Linked DNA regions of Danio rerio: region 2 is linked to region 1. Evidence: chromatin contacts called from public Hi-C data. All regions are on one chromosome and are shown on one strand. The core of a region is the stretch at or near the end of the contact, and the rest is flanking DNA. Distances in the headings are between cores, read along the strand shown.

The links. A called contact is a pair of places that touch in the nucleus more often than the background predicts.
Region 2: a Hi-C map of embryo shows a contact between it and region 1, with 4 times the contacts expected there. The contact joins the promoter of daam1a here to the enhancer-like site in region 1. A contact is called at or near these places in 5 of 18 Hi-C or Micro-C datasets (caudal fin, embryo and hematopoietic stem cells) and 1 of 4 datasets of contacts at active chromatin or transcription factors (caudal fin).

What each region holds. Positions count from the first base shown.
Region 1 is chr17:15,709,192-15,715,391 of GRCz12tu, forward strand. It overlaps daam1a (dishevelled associated activator of morphogenesis 1a), which reads right to left. Exons shown (of 25, transcript XM_017351772.3): 24 at 4,918-5,088; 25 at 1,964-3,247. The coding sequence ends at 3,038. Among named protein-coding and RNA genes, the nearest start is that of gpr135, 17 kb to the left of the region's middle. Within about 2 kb of position 3,235, at least 4 of the 62 cell types and tissues checked have an H3K27ac peak or open chromatin away from gene starts, as enhancers often do.
Region 2 is chr17:15,841,299-15,847,890 of GRCz12tu, forward strand. daam1a (dishevelled associated activator of morphogenesis 1a) reads right to left here and starts at 2,984. Exons shown (of 25, transcript XM_017351772.3): 1 at 2,906-2,984.

The DNA.
Region 1 (6,200 bases), core at 1,985-4,484:
TAGATTTTCACTGACAGGCCAAGTTTAACCGTAATTTAGCCAAGTTATCTACGTTAAGAGGTGTATTAGACTTCTATTTAACACAAAAATGTTTGCTGGGAAATGACAGAGTATTTTTATACCTCATAAACAGGTTTAATACGTCAATTCAGTTATGCTTTGGTAGGGGATCATTACCTTTTGAGCAGTTGTCCAGAGGCCCTGGTGGAAGTGGCAGAAAGCATATGCAATGCCATCATCTCTGGTATGTACCCTCTTGCCCCAAAAAGGAGGATTGACTTCGTAAAAGCTGGGGTGGAAATCTGCCACCTACAAAGGACAAGGTCAGGCTTCCTCCGCTCAGCCCCTGACTGGCAGTTGCAAGTCGACCTGGGGAAGCAGTTTAAGCCCACAGCACATAGTTACAACATCACTCCTGCTAGACATAATTATAATTTCTGAGGCAAAAAGACAGTTGATTATGCTTGAACTCACAGCGCCATGGGAAGAGTGGATGGAAGAGGCAAATGAAAGAAAACGCTCAAAGTACCAGGAGCTAGTAGAGAAGTGCTGGGAAAGGAGCTGAAGACCCAGGGTGAGGCAATAGAGGTGGACTGCTGTTTGCAGTCTTCAATCAACTAGGCCTAGCAGTAGCAGCTAAGAAGAGGGCCGTTAAGTCTGCTTGTGAAACTCCAGAGAAAGCCACAAGATGGCTAGGGATAAAGAGGGCTGCTCCGTGGGTGATGGCTGCTGGGACGCAAGCTGGGGTCTGATCAACCTTAGCTGGGTCACCTGGGCGAGGATGTCTGATGTTGAAACACCCAATGACCCCAGGATACATCACTGACTCCCCTGCAGGGACACCGGCCCTCCAGGACCGAGTTTGGTGACCCCTGATCTACAGTAGATGATGTATTCTGGACACAACTGTTGTATTACGGTGTGCTTTGTGTACATAATCCAACAACCTGTTTTATTCACACAAACTAACAAACAAACACACACACACACACACACACACACATATGTACAAATACATAAATTAAGTGATTTTTTCCTTAATAGAAGCTGAATAGTCTATGTCAAAATGAAAGACAAGATTATTTTGCCTACCCTATAGGCAGATTATTTTGCTTGTTTTAAGGAAAAATACACATAATTTTGGAAGAAAATGCTTCTTGATTCAAGACTTTTTAGAGATTTGGACTAGAAACAAGACAAAAAAATTTAAGTAAAAGCTTTTTGCCTCGAAGGCCTGGTTTCACACACAAGGCTTAGACCAAGTCAGAATTAGGCCATAGTTCAATTAGGATATTAAATAATTAACATAAATCAACACTGGTGTCCATCTTGTGACAAAACAAAGGCACATATATATTTTCTGAGCATATTTCTTTTAGTTGAAACAGCTCACATTTCATTTTAGTCTATTCATGTAGAACTGTTGATTTTAGCGACACCACTGGTCTTTGTCTTTGTCATGGGCAATGCCCATGCGGTCACTTATCTATCAATATAGAAATTTGATGTAAAATGATAAATTTACATAATTAAAAGACCACGGGGAAAACTCCCGATCACAGATATATGTATATATAACTATGGCTCTGGATGGCAAGTCCTACAGTGCACCTTGGTCCCACATTCATTTCAAAGAAGGACTACCCTGTACTAAAATGGCGGCTATATTGATGCATTTCTTTCAATAGATAACAATAGCATAGTCGACATTTAACATAAATATCTATGGCTAACAACAAACATCATGCATATAACATATATATCCTTTTTCATTTTCTTGGGAAAACAGTCCCAACCACATAAAAAAACAGTAGTCTACAGGAAGTCGGGGGAAAGGTCTCTTGTTTTTCAAAGTTTAATGGACAAAAATATGATTAATGCCTGAAAATTCTTCTATGAAGTGCCCTTTTCCCGCTATAGAATGAATTCAGTTTCTAAAATAAAATCACACGGCATACACCAATGCAGTGACCCTCAGGGTTATTTATTGATTACTTATCTTACATCCAAATGAATTCTTAAATAAAGAAAACAAAACACTCCCGCCAACAAAGGAAACCGTTACAAAGTACTACAACATTACAAAGAGCTATTAGTGAAAAAAAGATTTAATGGCATCTGATCAACAGGGAAAAATATTAGCACAAAAAAACTGAAGTGTCAAGGACTAAGAAAAAAGCCTTGGTCAGAAAAGTTAACAATGGGTATATGTACATATATACAACCTTCAACACAAAAGAAATTACAAGAATATACATGCACGGCAGACAGTTTGGTTTGCTTGAGATGCAGCTTGTACATCCACAGCTGTTTTTTTTTTAATGAGTCTTCTTTTTTGGTAACCGCAACGAAAGAATATTGCATTGTTCTGTCATTCTCTAACATATATTTGCAATCAAAGCTTGACCTCGGCGTATTTTTCTTCCCCCGCTATAATTCCTGTCAGTATATTTAATACATGGCATTTGTGTAGATTTATAATAAACGCTTTACTTTGAATATCATTCGTACAAAAGGTTGTTTTCAAGATTTAAAGTTGTGCATTGTGCTTGAACCGGTCCAGAATGGACCGTTTATCAACAAACAATCGCTTGTGCTCGAGTTACAAGTGTAACAATAGGAAATACTCATTACTAATCGCCCAATAATAGTATCACTGCTTTCATAAATTGACAATTTACGTCCTGGTTCTTGATAGCGCACACTGTACACCAACAATACTTCAGCAAAACAGTATGTAATATCTGAGCGAACAGAAATAAAGAGAGTTTATGGTTGTCAGGCAGAGTGTCAGCACCAGTTTTTAGTGATGCTTTATAAAGCACGTAGCCCTTTCCGCTCATTCTTTCCATTAGTAGAACCGTGGTTTTCTTGGTGCGCTGTGCAAATTCCTGTCATCCTCAACACAAACACAGTCAAGTGATTTAGATGTTTAGAAAAGCCTTTATGAATTGTCGGGAGGTGTTTTGGCAGTCTGGATGGTGTAATGTCTTTTTCCACCAGCAGAGGGCAGCATTCATTCGTTGTTTGTTTTACCTCAGAAGTTGAGTTTGGTGACGGGTCTTTCTCTGCTGCTTTCTGCACTCGATTTGACGGGACGTTTACGGTTGTGTTTCATCTTTGACATATCTTTGTCAAACACCTCCCCAGATCGCAGTGCAGACACCAGGTCGTCGAACTCTCCGTCCTCCTCGCAGTTTTCTTTAGCCTTCCGGGATTTTCTTTCCCTCTCGCGCTGCTCCTTGAGCTGTTCACAGACACATTTACATTATTTCGAGAACTGTTTTAAAGGGATAGTTCACACATTTACTCATCCTTCACTTGTTTCAAACCTGTTTGGGGTTGTTTCTTCTGTTGAACAGAAAGGAAGATATACTTTTATAGTTTTTTTGTTGTTCTACTATAGATGTCAGTGGTTGCTTATTTCCAATATTCTTCAGAATAACTTAGCTATCTTGTTTTGTGTTCAACAAGAAAACCATTCTTAAGAGTTTAGAGTAAATGGTGAGGAAATGTTCCTTTTTGGATGAACTGGTTTTCATTGTGTTTTATGAAAGGGGTAAGGTTGTTTAGTGCAGAGATACCTATGGTAACCTTGGCCGCCATCCCATCTGAGATGACGACAATGCAAGGCCTTTTTGAGCAAATCAAGTCAATGGCAGATTTTGCTTGAGCAGAATATTCAGCATTGAACTCCACTGTGTTATAACGGTGATTGTTTTTATTGCAGTAAGTTATCATTTAGAAAGTTATACTGCATTAGTTAATACCATTTAAAGTAATATTTTCTGTTTATTTTGAAACATTCTGAAATAAATAATGAAATGACCCACCCACGGCAACTTTAATGTAATATAGTTTGGTACCCTATTTACCTTCGACCCACGGCATTCGATGATATTTGGTTTTTGGCCCTTTGTGCTAAAATGTCTGGGCACCTCTGGTTTAGTGGAACAGTACACTTCTGCCTACTGCACACTAGACAGTGCAAACTACATTCATACTCCTCATAACCCAATTCTTTCAATCTGCATGTCAGTTGATAAGGATTTTATTTGACAAAAAAAAAAAATCATAGGAACAGCTTTTTGTCTAAATATTTGCATCTTTGAATGTCTTTAAAAAAAAAGACTTCATGCATATATATTATTTCAGCATTGATACTGTGATGTGCATATGCATAATACTCATCGCAGGTAGTGTGATGTCAAGAAGGTATTATAATTGACCAAACAACAATTGCATCTGTTATAGCGTTGATCACATGTTAAATGCAGGTTACTCTGTAACATCAAAAGCATGTTTAGACAATTCAGGCTCAAGATCTGATTTCATTATTGTATTATATTGGTTACTTCTGAACAGTATTGTATAAAACTTTGTATATTGCGTATTTCACTATACAAACGCTGCATACCCAGTATGTTTGGTATGTAAGTATGTTATTCAGAAATCATTTCATCAGTCATCAGCATCTTCAGTCCTTAAATGTTTTGGAAAAAAAAAAGTACATTTATAAGCTATACTTTGTATTATATCACATTTTCAGCAAAATACTAGTTAACGCTTATGTGAGGTGTTTCTGATGCAGTATTTATGGCCAGGGCAGTAAGTTTGGCATCATACTCTCTTCAGGCTATACATAGTTTTTTCTCTTCTTTTTATGAAAGTCATGAAAACACTATTGTGGAGTTTTTCTTTCTTTATTTGAACTTTTATTTACTTATTTGTGGTTCTCTCCCATTCACTGTTATTATGATTTCTGCTGCTGAGAAACCTTGAAATATGAGAAGGGTCTTTACACCTATAATTGCTTATTGGTGTATAATAATATAATAATGTAATATAATACATTTTTGGCAAAGGTCAAGTGTGTGCATGAGTGTGAAATGTTCACAGTGTGTTTGTTGACATTACCTGTGCCTCCATACGGGCCCTGCGCTCCTCCTCCTCTTTCCGTCGTCTCATGTTCTCATTGTCTTGTTTAGCTTCACTGAAGCCCTGCAGGAACTGATCGAAGATGCCGAAGAACTCATCAGGCTGCATGCGTGTGGCGTCCTCACCGAAGTGCTGCACGGCCTTCCCAAACTGCACACAATGTAAGACAACAATGACTGTCTAAATTATTCCGAAAAATAAGGGGTTTCTGGGGCACTAAGTTGGCGAGTAATAAAAAAACAAAGTTTGCATAGATAGACAGACAGACAGATAAACAAACAAACAAATAAATAAAAAGGCTAACCAATTCCTTCTGACCCAAAAAAGTGCACCAAATTTTTGGCTGAAAATGGCATTTTCATTTCTTTCGGCCAAAATATGAGCCTGGGAAAAGCGATGGGCTGCATAATGAAACCCATTTATTTCAATGGCTTGCCATGCTCTAAGGTGGTTTGTTGCTGCGATGACCATAGTGAACATGGATGCTTGAGTGCGCACTGTGGTCAAAATTCAAAATAGCTCAATATTGGTTATAATTGTAGACATTTTACTCAAATAAACAAATGTATAAACCATACATGCTTACCGGAAAAGTAAAGTTCATCCATAAAATTTGCCGACAGGAGATTTCTATGTAGGATACCTGTTCCTGCTGCTTGCAACACGTTCACTGTCAATAATATTTTACTGTCAAGAAAACAGGGTGACGCAGTGGTGCAGTGCTGGATAAGTTGGCGGTTCATTCTGCTGTTGCGACCCCGGATTAATAAAGGGACTAAGCCGACAAAAAAATGAAAAATGTCAAGAAAACGTGGTTATTTTATTAACGTGTGCTTAAAGTTACCAAGTTTAAATTTGAAAAAGTAAACTTAATTAAATAACGAATAATGATTAAAAAGCAGTTTTGGTTTTTGGTCAAATGCATCCAGAATTTTCATTTGTTGTATCCCTACTAGTGGAAACCATTAATAAATCTCCAACTTCCCAGTAAGATAAACCTTCATCTGGTCCAAACATAAAATCCGATCACTACAGTAACATCAAATCAAGCCATGACCAGGATCAGACTCAGAGAATCAGCCTTTGAAACTGATCTTCAGTCGACTGCGGTTAAAGATTTAGATCCATGTTTCCAGCAGTTTCAATGTCCACAGAAAAGCACAGAAGTCCAGTAAACTCCAGCGAAAGAGCCGATTTAACATCTACAAGTTTGAGTTATGTGTGACAGCATGAAGCGAGGAAAAAACATCTGTCATTTCAGA
Region 2 (6,592 bases), core at 1,734-4,233, 130 kb after region 1:
TTTTACACAGCAGATGCACTTCCAGCTGCAACCCAGTACTAGGAAACACCCATATACTCTCACATTTAAACACACACACACACACACACACACACACACACACACTACGGCCAATTTAGTTTATTCAATTTACCTATACTGCATGACTGTGAGTGGAACTGGAGCACCCAGAGGAAACCCACACGAACAGGAAGAGAACATGCAAACTCCACACAGAAATTACAATGATTCAATGTAGTGAAATTTTTTTAAGCAAACATAAAATCAATTTACACTCATTTATAATAATGTTAGAAAGGTACATTATTTAAATGCACCCGGTGTTTATGTAAATATGACTTTGCAACTAATACAAACAAAACTTCCAAGAAAGAAAAAGGCACCAGTCAAAACCCCACAGGGGAAAATAATCTATTATTTATTTAGCCAATCATTTATATTCTCATCTGGCAGATACCAATAACATTAAAATTTACAATGCCACTACTGGGAAATCATGTTTCCACCATCCCTCACGGATCCTGTATTTAAGTAATGGTTTGCAAAAGATTTAAGAAATTTTCGGGACCTGCATTGGGATGGTCTGTTTTTGCAACTATGCACAACTTTCCTCTGAAATGGTGCTGTCAGAATCCCATTTTTTATTTTTATTTTTTTTATTCTTACAGGCTAGACATTGCTCTGCTACTTTATTCTTAGGTTACCCATTTCTGCCAAAGCTACAGGTACGAGAAGAGTTACTGCAACTAAACTCGCAACACAAATCCCAAATTTCTAAAATCTTTTGGTGCATTTTAAGCTTGGATGATTGTTTTCTTACTAAAATTAAAATATCTTGGGAAAATGAATTGGGACTATGTTTTGAGGAAAAATGGTGGCTTGGTGCGCTGCAGAGAATACGTTCTAGTACAACTTGTGCTCGCCTTTAAATACAATTTAAAGTATTTCATAGAATCCATTTCTCAAAAACCAGGCTGAAATGTAAAATTTTTCCCAATATCGATGACAGATGTGACAAATGTCATGCACCAAGGTGTAATTTAAGTCATATTTTCTTTATGTGCCCTCTGTTACTGAATTATTGGATTAATTATTTTACAATTATGTCCAAGGTGTTGCAGGTAAATATAGACCCATCCCCTGATGTTGCCATTTTTGCGGTTCCAAAGATTTGGTCCCAATTCAATTCTAAACAGCTTGATATTTTGGCTTTTACCTCACTATTAGCCAGGCATCGTATTCTACTGGAAATCAAATAAGCCTCCAACTACATCACAATGGCTTGTAGATACCATGCATTTCTAAAATTGGAAAAGGTTAGATGCTCTGGGAAAACTAATTTCTTTAAAAAGTGGTAATGTTTTATAACTTTAACTCATAAGGTATTGCCTTCCATTTAATAGATGCACACTCCTTCCCTTTTTGATTTATTTATTTTGTAGTAATTTAATTTGTTTGCTTTCTCTAATACTATTTTACACTGTTTAATTGTAAATTTTTACTTTCAACATTGACAAAGTATCTGAACATTTGATTGTGATAGATGGTTGTAATTTTCTATACACTTATTACTCTTGTTTTCATTTTTCTTTTTCTCTGTTATTATTATTATTTTTGTTAGTTTTTTCCCATTTTTATTTAAAAAAAATGTTCTTCTCTTTTGTAAAAAAACAACAAAGATAATGATATGTAACTATTTGTACTGATATAGTGTTTGTTTTTTCACAATAAACAACTTTACCATAAAAATACACATTTATCGGCCAATACTGATATACTGTACATCACTAATCTGGATATGATCCATTTTTTTACGATAACAAAGTCAACATTATTAATAAAAAATAACAGTAAAATGGCATCAATGGTTCATTGATGAACCTGTAAAGTCCACAAAACGTTCTTAAAATTAATAAAATGTTCCACAAACAATGTAATAACTGTACAATTTAAAAACTATTCATTGAAAGGTTGGGGAAAAAAAGGGGTTTTTAGTAGCATCACCGCAAAAAAAAAAAAAAAAAAAACCAGCGGAAGCTTTATTATTAGGAGATATTTTTGGATGCAAGTCCACTAAACAGTATTTTGTCCATTTCTAGAAGTACACAAACATATTACATGACTTCAAATCTAGCAAAACGAAATGCCACAAAACTCACATAGGGGTTTTGCAAACGGGATCTAATTTCAAAGAATAGCATGGCTTCAGCTTTGTCCTTATTTATACAAGCCACAACAACCACAGTATCAAGTTATTACAAGAGGAAGAAAAAACTACAACAAATGTGCCAAAAACCAACGCATACTCTCTCAAGACCACAAGTTACTAACAAAATCGCTTTCCTCCACACTTATTGCATACTTCTGTCCTAAATGAGCAACACATTTCTTCTAACGTTACATCCGTGGGTTTTACTTTTCAAACCATTTAATTATCACCAAAATAAACATGTTCAGTGCATGAAAAATAGATCATAATTATAATTACTTGCCTTTGTCCTGTAGCAAAACAGCTGGCAAAACAGTGACAACTACTGTCTGAATTAAGACGAAGTAAATCTAGCATGTAAATGAGTTTTAAATAGCAACATTGCATCAAACTGTCATGAGTTGGTAAGTGAACTAGAAGCACAGGTTTTGAAGTGAACACGATCAAAGTGAAGAAATAATCAATTAATCACGATACAAACGAACGCAGTGGGACTGGAAGCGAATGTGTTTGATTTGTTTTATAAATCAGACGAGAATTCGCCATTGAGCCGCTGATTTGGCGTGTCTCTTCACTTCCCACCCTTTAAAGGCAAATCACTTCACACGGAGTAAAATGTCGGCTGTTTTCAGGCTGTTTTGCTTTTCCTGAGGTGTCATGTGGCTGTCAGTTTGGCGGTGGAGATTGAGAAGTTACCTTGTAAACAGTCCCATCCTCCCCGCGGACGCTCCGAGCTCGTGCGCTGCTCTCATTCCCCTGTGCAACAATACAGCACGACCCGACAGACAGGTGACGTCATCTATTTCAGGATTTGGCCTGACGCTAGAGCGCATGCGCAAAAGACAGAGACGCATGACTGGGAAATGTAGGATGGGAAGAGAGAATGGGGGAAACGATGACTGACAAATGTAACAGAGATTGGAACGTACACTATATATTTTTGAATAAAATTATATAAAACACAATATTAAAATATAAAGTATAGGCAACATTTCATTTTAATTCAATTCAAGTTTATTTGTATAGCGCTTTTCACAATTATAGTTTCAAAGCAGCTTTAAAAAAGGTGCACATTATTGCATTAAAATAAAAATTATTATATTATTATTATGATTATTTACACGGTGACATGGTGGCGCAGTGGGTAGCACGATCGCCTCACAATAAGAAAGACACTAGTTCGAGCCCCAGCTAGGTCAGTTGGCATTTCTGTGTGGAGTTTGCATGTTCTTTCCATGTTCGTATGGGTTTCTTCCGGGTGCTCCGGTTTCCCCCACAAGTCCAAAGACATGCACTAGATTAATAAAGGCACTAAGCTGAAAAGAAAATGAATGAATGAACATTTAAAAGATTATCAAGCTATTATCATGTACGATACAATAAATAAATAAATATAATAAATACAAAATAATACAACAAAAAATCATAATAACAAATATTAAAAGAGCTGAATTAAACATTTCATATTTAAATACAAAAAACATTATTAGTTTAGCTTATTTGACATGAAATATAATTTAATTCTATTTTCACATTAATTTACAGAGCACTTGAGAATCTTGCATTATACAGCATGCTATTTTGCTCTCTGTGAGGTCTATTGGAATTTTTACATCAAATAGATATTCCCGTTCCCATTTTGTATAATGTCACAATCATTTCTGTTATAATAGATGAACTGGTAGAAGTCCTGCCAAATCTCAAGGGCTGATCTGAGCAGATAAACAGCAAATTAACTCACAGGAACATGTAATTATGTGGCCATTAACATAATGAACACTAATTAGCAGGCAAATTGTACATTTAGGTGACTTTCCAGGGCTGAATAAATACCACAATCCGATTGCATTTTTAATAATAAAAGGGAGAGTTCACCCAAAGCTGAAAACTCTGTCATCATTTACTCACCTTACACTTGTTTAAGACCTGTACAAGTTTTAAAAAGAAGATATTCTGAAGAATGCTGGAAATAGGTAGTCATTACATTATTAAATATATATGCACATATCGTAATTTTAAGTCAGTTTAGTATTTATATCAAAAGCAATGATCAAATTCATGGCATATAGTGTCAACATGTAACAATTATAACACATAAAACATTAAAAATTAAAAATATGAATTTTTTTTTTTTGAACAAGCATTTAATACAAATTGAACATTGATGTCCCATTAACAAGACCTTCCCAAAATACAGCCAGTCATGTGACTGAGCCTCACTCATACCACTTAAAAGCAATTGAGGAAAGAGATCCATACAGGATTTATTTAGGCAAAAGCAGGCCGCAGACAGACTTACAGGGGATTATGGGAATGGTTGTAGATGTAAGGCCGTCTGGAGGAATTACAGACATGACAGCAGCTGGTCATGGAGATGGGGCCACGAGGCCACGGGGCCGCTCTTAACCATGATCAAAGTTAATTCCCCAAATACAGTACAAAAGCGCAGGCTCTATGCCAGGAATTATTGTCCCAAGTCAAAAATTTTGATTTAAGACAAAGCATGTTTGATATTTATTCATATATTATATTAAATATTATAATATTACGTGTATTATATTTTATTTTATTTTTTATTTATATTATATTATATTATATTATGTTATATTATATTATATTATATTATATCATATTATATTATATTATATTATATTATATTATATTATATTATATTATATTATATTATATTATATTATATTATATTAATAATGGGGCGAAGCAGTGGCGCAGTACGGAGTGCTGTCGCCTCACAGCAAGAAGGTCGCTGGGTTGCTGGTACGAGCCTCGGCTCAGTTGGTGTTTCTGTGTGGAGTTTGCAAGTTCTCCCTGCGTTTGCGTGGGTTTCCTCCGGGTGTACCGCATGTCATTGGACTGTGGGGGAAACCGGAGCACCCGGTGGAAACCCACGCAAAGGCAGGGAGAACATGCAAACTCCACACAGAAACACCAACTGAACAAGGGTTCGAACCAGCGACCCAGTGACCTTCCTGCTGTGAGGCGAACGTGCTACCCACTGCGCCCACATCATACAACCAAATATCAACGTCTAATGATATTACAGCTTGATTTTGTGTGGACGTTACCAATATGATGTCTATCAGATGCTGAATTTTGGTAGCTATACAGTACTTGACGAATAAATATCAGTATTTGACGTTGATATGACGTTTGTTTAGGATGCTGGTGCGACGTTGGATTTTGGTCACTTTCCAACACAACCTAAAATCAACAACATTTGACGTGGTTATTGGACATCAAAATAAGATTGTCCTTAGACGCTGACTAGACATTGAATTTTGGTCACCTGACATCACAACCTAAATCTAACCTAATGTTAACATCTTATGACGTTGTGTGCCTGCTGGGCAATGAATAAATGCACTACAGAATGTTACGTTTACACACATCCACAAATTATATGTAAATGCATCAGCTTTTTACAGCATAAAACTCACTACTCATGAGTACTTTTAAAAGGTCTACTTTTTACTTATACTTTGATTTATATTTACAGCAGATACTTTTACTCTATTTTCAGCTGGTGTACGGTGTGCGGTCTGGTGCAAAATGGCTGCTGTCGCATCATCCAGGTGGATGCTGCTCACTGGTGGTGGATGAGGAGATCCCCCCCCATTGTTTAAAGCGCTCTGACTGCACAGAAAAGCGCTATATAAATGTAAGAAAATATTATTATTATTATTACTGTTAACAGCTCATGATGGTTACATTTAGCTTGAACTTAATTGGTTATTAATACATTAATTAACAACATGAACTAATTACAGTAACTGTTTAGTCACAAACTCTTGTGACTCATGTTGTAGTTAAAGTTAGTTCATGATTAGCGCACACCCTATCTCATCCATAATTCATTATAACGTTTAGTTTACATATTGATGCATCATCACTCATGTACAGTTATTGTAAAGTGTTGCCAAATCTTTTTGGAAGCAAACCTTGTAAGACTTTGTCTCTTGATCAGTAAGAGTCTCTTTATCTGAAATTGCCACAACACTCTTCATTATCATCAAGTTAACTGTTTGTTGAGAGAAATGAAACGAGTATATTAGCAACACATCTGCTGCCTGCTGCTCTTTCCACATCTTTTACTTTTATTTCTCTTTAAACAAAAGTCACTGTTTCTGCATGTCTCCACTCCCTGCTACAACTGTACATAATCACTATCTCTCCTTCAGCTATTTTGGCAACAGATCTTTACACCCGAAAACTCACTGAGGACACGTAACTTGGCTTTCAGCAGGCCTCATTGTGTTGGCAGTCAGTAAAAGTCTTTTCAGAAGCCAAAGCTGCTCGTTTCACTTCAGCTCAGAGCACGTTCGCCAGACTAGAGCCGTCATGCTCGGAAAGACGGTCTGTTTAATG